Regions from separate parts of the Zea mays genome. Here region 1 is linked to region 2. Evidence: chromatin contacts called from public Hi-C data. All regions are on one chromosome and are shown on one strand. The core of a region is the stretch at or near the end of the contact, and the rest is flanking DNA. Distances in the headings are between cores, read along the strand shown. Region 1 holds the start of LOC100501252 (Protein EXECUTER 2 chloroplastic). Region 2 holds the start of LOC100272488.

Evidence for each region. Hi-C and Micro-C count contacts between places; a contact is called where the count stands out from the background.
Region 1: a Hi-C map of ear shows a contact between it and region 2, with 2.4 times the contacts expected there. The contact joins the promoter of LOC100501252 here to the promoter of LOC100272488 in region 2. A contact is called at or near these places in 2 of 25 Hi-C or Micro-C datasets (ear and leaf mesophyll).

What each region holds. Positions count from the first base shown.
Region 1 is chr3:30,080,323-30,085,183 of Zm-B73-REFERENCE-NAM-5.0, reverse strand. It overlaps LOC100501252 (Protein EXECUTER 2 chloroplastic), which reads right to left and starts at 2,502. Exons shown (of 11, transcript NM_001196022.1): 1 at 2,143-2,502; 2 at 1,950-2,066; 3 at 1,781-1,846; 4 at 1,409-1,515; 5 at 1,226-1,307; 6 at 400-1,110. The coding sequence starts at 2,382.
Region 2 is chr3:29,733,639-29,738,028 of Zm-B73-REFERENCE-NAM-5.0, reverse strand. It overlaps LOC100272488, which reads left to right and starts at 1,891. Exons shown (of 2, transcript NM_001146957.1): 1 at 1,891-2,381. The coding sequence starts at 2,133.

The DNA.
Region 1 (4,861 bases), core at 1,253-3,752, 350 kb before region 2:
TACGCTGGAAATAATAAGATAATGAATACCAATCGGTGCTAATAGTAATTAAGGTTACAAATCCAGAAACCATCAAGTTGTTCGAAAATCGTCCAGCCAGTTCAGGCCACCCAGTTTCTTGACCTTTTTGTATAGAGCAAAACAATCATGTTTGCTTATTCTGGAAGGTATGCAAGACTACTGATATAACTGTACATCACATAAGACTTGAAAAGTTCCTAAACAAACATCTTTAGGATCTTGGTGCCTTTAATGCCTTACAAAATTTCAGGACTTCTGTAATTAGATTATAAGATTTCACCCAACTGTGAACAAGCATTGATGCACATGAGTATAAATCATAATTAATAAATTTTTCGAAGTTGCAGGCATGTATAGCTAAATCCATGTCATTCCTACCTTTGAAGAACTCTTGGTTGTACCCCATAATGCCTTGGCAACATCAGACGGCATAAGCTCTGAGGCTAATTTAGCAGCCATATCTGCAACTTTCTGTTTTGCAGCCTTCGTTTCAGGCAGATCATGACCAGAACCATTTCCAGGAATGTACAGGTCAAAGGAGTCTTTTTCCATGTTATTTATTTCAGCTGGAACACGAACGTATGATTTTGTTCCAGCATCTTCTTTATTGTGAACCACACCACTGATAAAAAGCTTCACTTTCGTACTTTTACTTTCTTCATCCATATCTTCTTCTGGAACATCCTCCTCCTGCTCAAGTTCCTCAGTGGTTGGCTCTTCCAATGAGCCTTCTGGAGTACTCTTCACATCGTCTTGCACTGATTCTTCGGACGAATTTGCAGCCAATTCAGTTTCCTCAGACACATCAACATTTATCACCTGAACTTTGAATTCAGGAATTCGAGACTTAAAAAAATTCAAAAGACTTTTAAATCCATCAACACTAGTATCCTTGCTGCTACCAACATCTTGCTCTTTCTCTTCAGCATCCCCATTTCCTTTTACTGGAGTATCTATATTTGCCTCCTCTGTAATACTATCAGATATAGCACTACTTTCTGGTGTCTCTACCGTTGCTGGGCTTTCTGTTATTGCTGATGATATGGATGATGCACCTAAAGTTCCTTTTGTTGGTCGCAAGTGTACTACCTGTCTAATTTTTCATAAGTACAAATATCAAATCTGTGCACAACAGAGGTTTCCTTCTACTTTTCTTAACTGTTTAAATATTATGATAAAGATGAAATCACTTTGATCAGTGCACCTTCATTGTATATGTCTTGTCATCTTCTCTGACAAGGAAAATTTCAAACAATGGGGTCCCTGAAGATGCAGTGACCAATTGCCTGCATAAAAACAAGTGTTTGGTAAGATGGAACTGTGCAATATATAGACACTTGTCTGATGTGGACTTTTAAGATTAAGTTACAAACTTAGTGAGACGCACCTCGGGCTGTAGCTTTTGGCCACATATCTGCCAACACCAGGGCTTATTCGTACAATTCTCCCAATGGAATCATCAATGCCCTTAGCATATCCCACCCACCAACCTACCTGAAATGGAAATGGTTGGAAGCCAGAGCTTTTCCTTATGAAAATGGATGGTTTTGGCACTATCATCTATCATGGGTCGTCTTTTTTATTAGGTTCATTACCATGTTGGCACAAGATTAGCGATTCGCCACATGAATAGTTTGGTTAGTTAGGATGGGATGTGCAATGTGTGACTTTAAAAGACAAATAATTCTGTCCCTGAATGCATATGACAGAATCAAAAGGTACAGGAAAAAAAAGTAATCAGTGATGTATTGGTAATTACCAAGCTGGTCCCAGCAAGCCTTGTCAACCTCGAGGCGTCCTGGTACCGCTGCTCCTCTATAGCACTCTGCGCTAATTTACAAGGACAAGAGCAACCAGATGAAACAATGCTGTAGTTAGAAAATCGGTAAACGGAACAGAATGTGAGGCAGCACAAAGCAGTTCCGGACCTTGAGTTCGGCCATGACGTGGGCTACGGCGTCGTTTCCTGTGGCCGCTATGATATCCCTCTTGAGCTTGGCGGCCTCCGCGAAATCCTCGTTCTCCACCGCCTCCTCCAGCTGGAACTGCGCGGTCGGAGAGGAAAGAGCGATCATCAGATTGCTTCGATTAGAAGTTACAGGATGATGAAATGGCGATTACCTGGAGGAGGGATGCGTAGCTCTCGGCCTGGTCGACCTCGTCGAAGTGGCGGCTCCATCGGGTCCAGTCCCAGGTGGAGGGCGACGATGCCGAGGATGAGGAGGAGGCGCAGAAGCAGCAGCCGGCGGAGCGGCGGGCGGGGATGGCCGATGGCGGGCGCGCGGCAGAGGGCGGCGAGCGGCGTGTCGGAACCGTGTTGAGCGGGCGCGCCGCCGCCGGCGTGGCGCACGCGGGGGACATGGCGCTGGGTGGGTCGGATCGGGGGGCCGGGCGTGGGGCACAGCGGGCAGAGGGCTGGAAGCCTGGAAGGCACGCGATTCAGATAAGGAGGACGGCGGCCTGATTGGAAAGTGCCGAGCGAGGGACGGGGTGGGACCATGCGTTGTTGGTGTGTTGTTGTTATGTGCAGACTTGCAGTACACTTCAGCATTCCTTTCGGCTAATCTCAAAGATCGAAAAAAAATCATATTCAGAAGTAGTATAATTGTTTCCCTTCAACTTTATAGAAAGGAAAAATAATAACGAATCATTCCTCCTTGGCAGCTACGGCATGAAACAACAATGATGCAGTTTTTTCTTCTTCACTTTATCCGCCATTTCACTTTATCCGCCATTGTATTGATCAACTCAGGACAGCATGTCGTAGGTTTCACGTTTCCAAGAAAAAAAGTCAAGCTTATATAAAAAAAAGGTCAAGCTTATATAAAAAAAAGGGTCAAACTCCAGTGTCACTACTACTATAACGTAGGAGCTAGAGTTTCTCTCGTTGAATGAGATCGCAAGAAACAAACTACTGTCCCCTAATCACTACGCCATTTGTTCATTTGTACTATATAAAGAATATATACTATAAATATATATACTAATAATTCTAAAATAAAAATCATTGCCAGATCGAACCAACACTACATATCGAACACTACATATCGAGAAGGCGACTCAGGCACGGCACATATTTACTTTAAATTGAATCGGGCCGGGCGGGACACTATTAAATAGGTCGTATCTTAGGTCAACCCACTAAGCACATCCTATTTGGTAAGCTATAGTCCAATACCTCCTCCCTCATTGTCCCTAATCTCACGAGCGTGAAAAAAAAACGAGAAAGAAAAATCTATCTTGTTTGACCTCACACCACATATCTCGTCATTTGCACTCAACTAATCTATAAGTTTGAATCATGTTTGAATAACTATCTCATTTAAGCAATGTCTTCATATCTATACTTTTTAATCTATTAAGAAACTAATGTAGGCACCTGGTGCTAATACGGCTTCACCATCCGTGCTGACACTTTAGACCCGCCCCGCCTCGAGGGCCGTGCCCTATGCCCACGCAGCGCTCTCTCAGCTACTGTCATGTGGACCCAGCACCCGCACGGCCAACTACTGCGTCTGCCCAGCACCTGATCTCGCCTGCTCAACTAACACCATACCACATGTACTTTAATGTTTAGAAATAAACAATAATTATATAAAAAAATAGTGCATGATTATATTTGAGTAAATATAAATATATCAATACATGTTTATATGATATATAAAAACTGTAGCAAAGCACGGTCAACTAGCTAGTACGAAATATAAAATCATACCGATGCCTAGGCAACTACTAGTATTTTATTGAAGTGGAATGAAACCTTACTGTCCATTTTATTTAGTATAGTTTGAAATCATAGTCGATAACTCGATGTACCATTTAGCAAGCGCCAACTGATTTAATAATATGAAAAACCTTTCTAAGGAACTATAATTTGATCAGAGTAGGAAACATACTTTTCAGTTTTGAATTATAAAACTTTGAAAGGAAATGCTTATTTATAGGAGTAGAAAACATACTTTCTTAAATTATAAAACTTTCAAAGGAAATGTCTATTTATAGGAGCTCAAGTTATGTATGTCAACGTTTGTGCCTGTATTGTAATTGGTAAAAAAAAATATATGGGAGAAAATTGTTGAAATTTTGTAGCAAATAACATGTCTACCAAAGATGGTCAATACTAAAGAAAATAAATAATGTAAGAATACAACTAATAAAATCTCACACAATTTTCCAAAAGTTGCTACATATAAAATTCTACTTATTTCATTTTAAATTATAAGACGTTTTCAGAGTCCCTAGATATGGTACCCAAGACGCTACAAACAAATGCCTACGTTGGAAGACTGGCTATAACCCCCACTTATAAGGTGGTTTAAGGTGACAAAACACCTCTGAAAAAATAGAGGTATAATTAGCTGAGGCTCCCACCATGCGGTACCCCCAAAGGGACCCAACGTCACTTGGGCCATCAAAGAAGCACCCTTTCACAAACAACATTCACTAGCCAGAAGGGCTCCGTGAGTAACATGTGGCCCTTACCTAATTCCTGAGATCCGAGAGTGCCACATATACATAAACGACTGCAAAGGGCTCTAGACCCCTCTAGCGGGGACCTAGGTCCACTCCTGTAAATATTGAACAGGGCAAAGGGCCCTCAGGCACTAAAGCACTGAAGGCTCTAGTCTAGAAGGGGTCTGGGCACACCACATGTCCTCTGGAACACTGCAAGGACTGAAAGGGAAATGACCTCAACCATCTCCTATAATCGATTTTGGTGTTTGACGACCATCACAAAACTTATGGACTAACTAGTTTGCCTAGTTGATTTTTTTCTCAAGTGCATAAAGTCCACATATATCTGTAAGGAAAATGGACCCTTGGACCATTTCTATAAATA
Region 2 (4,390 bases), core at 642-3,141:
TTGGCACGAATGTATTATAGATATGTTTATTTTTATCTAAATTTTAGAGGTAGATTTAAAGTTAGCTCTAAACTTTAGATCGCCTTATATTAAAACTTTAGAACTTAAAAATAGTAGAGTGAATTTCTTTAAAGCTTTTCGAAGTCTAGAGCTTAGAGCATCTTCAAAAGACTAGCTAAATAACTCGTCAAACCAAATTTTGGCTACTCAATAGCAAAATAAATATGTTGACAGAGTAGCTATCTGACTCGCAAGCTATCTGACTCTCTAAATTAGCTCTCTCACTAGCTAAATTTAGCTAGCCACATGACTAGTCAAACTAGATAGATAGTCTGTTGGACTGAGATGCTATATATAGAATGTAATCTTTATGAAAACATAATTAGATAGTTAAATAGAGAGTAAAAAATAAAGAGTCTCTTGGAGATGCTCTGGGAGAAGTGGATCTAAAATATATCATATATTGTTATATGTAATAGTAGGATGAGTGCTCAAATCCGCACTGGTGCTAATAAGCGTGATTGATTGCGGACACGCACGAGCGAGGTTGAAAAATGAACATCCTAATTTCTACCAGTAGGAATGAATACGATCAAGTACTGTAATAAATAGGGAGAAGAAAACAAGTGCCAAAAAAACTCGATACGCATGGGAATGGGCGTTGCGTTTAAGATAAGGAGGCATTTTGACGCGTATCAAAAAAAGATGTACCTCTGTTCCACCTAACCAATGAGTGAGACTAGACATCCGAATGCAAAAAGAAAACAAATGTTTGGAAACAGTGATCTTATCAGTGATCTTATCTGTTGACTTTATGTTAGCAAGTTTGTTAACACATGATACGTATATATTATCAAGAGCTTGGGTAAGCGAGGTGCTAAGCTGCTGCTAATGACAATCCAGCACTGTACCATGCACAGTTGACAATCAATACTTCTGCAGTGTTGTCAGCCTGTGCGCGTAGACCGCCGAGGCCTCCGGTCTTTGTCCGAATTCCGAAACCGCGGCTCCTGCTCGCTCTCGCTCTCAACCATGAATGTTCTAATTCCCCTGCTCTCCGGCCGCACAGTGAGAACGCGACGACGAGACTCTCACTCAAAAAGGTATTGCTAAAAATTCTACAATTTAGTTTTTGTTTATACGATGATTATGACATATGTTCATTCTAAAATTATAGTTTTATTATACTTTTAGTTTTAAGAATAAAACCCTATAAACCATAGCAAAAACTAATTTATGTTAGAACAATGATAACTAATAAAAGATAAAAAAATAACATACCATGATATAAAGATAAATAATACATAGTATGTTCTAAAATATAGTTCTTTCTAACTTATTCTTTTCCGTCCACATTCATATGTTACTTGATGAATATGTCATTAGTCTAAAACAAATTATATTTTGGTATGGAGAGAGCACATTGTAAAAATAATAATATAGTAGCTAAAAGTGTTGACCGAAACCATATTAAAATTCAGACATAGGTGAAAAAAAAAATAAACAGGCACGCACCCACGTACAGTACAGTACGTGGCGGAAAGCAACACGCGCACACGTCGCGGCGCCACAAACGTGCGGAGCAGTTGCAACAACAGTAGTGCTACAAGAAGCAAATCCGCGGGCCCCACACAAAAAACGCGCACCCGGGGACGCGGACCCTGGGATTAGGCGGAGTTGACCGCCTCGGGGCGCTCCCTTCTGCCCGTCCGTGCACCGGTGGACGGCGTGGATCGTCTCGGGAGGGCCGTCTCCCTTCGTCTCCTTCCTCCGTCCTATCACTCCCGGGCCCATCGGCGAGTGATAAGGCTCTCTCAGTCTCACCCATACCCACTCCCTGTATAAATGAGCAGCCAGCAGCCCCAACCCAAGGCAGCAAGCAAAGCACAGCAGTGCCACGGAGCCATCTCCCCCGGCCTCTATCTCTATCTCTCTCGTCTTGTCTTGGCCTCCTTGCCTTCTCCCCCCTCCGTGCCGTGGCCAGTGGGTGCTGTTGCAAGTTGCAACTTGTCCCTCCCAACCCAAGGCAGCAAGCAAAGCACAGCAGTGCTGTTGCTTCACGCCCGGCAGGAGCAGCGACGAGCCGACGAGAACAGCCAAGGAGAGATCTGCAGACCGGTCGGTCGATCGAGATGAAGAGCCGGAGGCAGAGCAGCGGGGGCAGCTCGGGCGCCTGCGCCGCGGGGGAGAGGAACGCGCACAGCAGCGGCGGGGGGTGCAAGCTGGAGAGGAAGGACGTGGAGAAGAACCGGAGGCTGCACATGAAGGGCCTCTGCCTCAAGCTCTCCTCCCTCATCCCTCCCGCCGCCGCCACCACGCACGCCTCCCTCCTCTCCGACGCCGCGTCGGCGGCGGTGTCCTCCAATCCCGGCAACAAGCAGGTAAAAAGGCAACAGCAACCTCTCGCCCTCGATTCCTCGCTCCCCCCCCACTTCCCACGGCGGTTCCGAGCCCATCAGATCTCCTCGGACCATACATTCATTGCTCTATCGGGCGCAAGCGCAACGAACTGGCCGATTCCGAATCACTGCATCCATGGCCTTCCTCGCCACAAGTTTTAGAAATAGGTACTAGTAAGTAAATGATAGTACTGAGAAGTCCAGAAGCCAACTTAACGACGTGTTATTACACAGTGTCGGAGAGCAATGAATGCACTGTAAAACGAATTGTTCACATCAAATCCATACAATCGGTTAATATCCTCTTCATGTCGCAATCAGTTCCCCTCCTTAAAACCCTCCAATCCTCTAAAAGACAACCAATAACTAGTAGCGTCAAAATCTTCAACTCCCAACCTGTGACAATAATGTTTGCAATGAAACTGAGCCATATATTCCTGCAGTCCTGCCTATAGTTGGAGCCGGATAAGCCATAGTATAAGAATAATATTATCCATCTCGCCTAGCATAAAACATTTACAGTACCCCTGTTTCAAGTCATTCGCGGCCTAGCACGTGTAAAACAGACAAAGGGTCAAAACGAGTGTGCAAAAAGAGCGGGAACGAGACTGCCTTTTACTGTTTTGATTACTGTTATTACTACAAATAAAGGACAAAAAGCATCAGCTCTGGATCAGCGATTTGCCACACCCAATCGATTCGATCTGATTAGCTGTCCGCTGTTTTTGTTTGTGAGTATATGCCCCCACCCCACCCCAGACACCCCACCGCGACCGGCCGCGCATCGAGCCAGGCAATCAGGCATAAGCCACCAATCACCATCGTTTTCAGTCACGTTTCCTCTACGAGGCAGAAAACACTGCTTCCCTCCGTCCAAAAAAAAGGGCCGCGTGATCACTATTCTAAATTTATGTAGATTTTAAAACGATATCAGCAATACATCTAGATAAATTATTATAAAAGTAAATTTAATAATATACTACATCCGTTTCTTAAATATTTGTGGCTTACTAATTTATTTTGAGCTAAAACGCAACAAATAAAAAAAGATAGAGTATCTGATAATAAATTCAAAGCTGAAAACGTTTAAGAGCGTCTTCAAGAGACTCCTCATTTTTAGCTCTATATTTGATTATCTATTTAACTTTTCATAAAGATTGCACTCTATATGTAGCATCTCACTCCAATAGACTATCTATCTAGTTTGGCTGGTCAAGTGACTAGCCAAATTTAGCTAGTGATAGAGTCAATTTGAAGAGCCAGATAGTTTGGCCAATCAGATAGCTAATCTGTTGGAGAGTTATTTTACTATTAAGTAGCCAAAATTTGGTTTGCCGAGTTATTTAGCTAGTCTCAACTCTCTTGAGAGCCAACGCGAGAAGTCTCAACTCTCTTGAGAGCCAAAGCGAGAACAACGACATTTGTTTTGGACGGAGGGCGTATAGACCACACACACATCACTGAAATAGTAGACCATACTGAGATTCCCTCTCCCTCGAGGTCCACTCCATTCACCCACGTTCCACTTCACGTGAATGAATGAATACGTGGTGGGGCCCTCCTCTCCGGTGACAGGTGACAGCCACGCGGGTTTGCTCGGGGGTCACACGTCACGTCATTATTTGGCTTAGGCGCACGTGCCGGATGCCCGAGAGGAGGAACTCGTGGGCGCAATAGAAAATAGGGACCATTCGGTCGGATAATAAACAATACCCGCACTCGCCTGATTATTCCTGTGCTACGCCACGATTCCTCGATCCACCTACCAAACGGGAAACCAAACTACAGTCAGAAAATAGGTACCATCCTGTGCCATGCCCCTTGTGCGCAAGGGAAACCAAACTACAGTCTCCATCGGCTGAGCTGTAGCTGAACAGCGAGCACTGGCGTGGTGTCTCCTTCTACAGTATACTGGTACTCTGTTTATACATGCACTGACATGTTGCTCCAATTATAGTAAAAAAAAGGAGACAGTCAGAAATAGCAATATA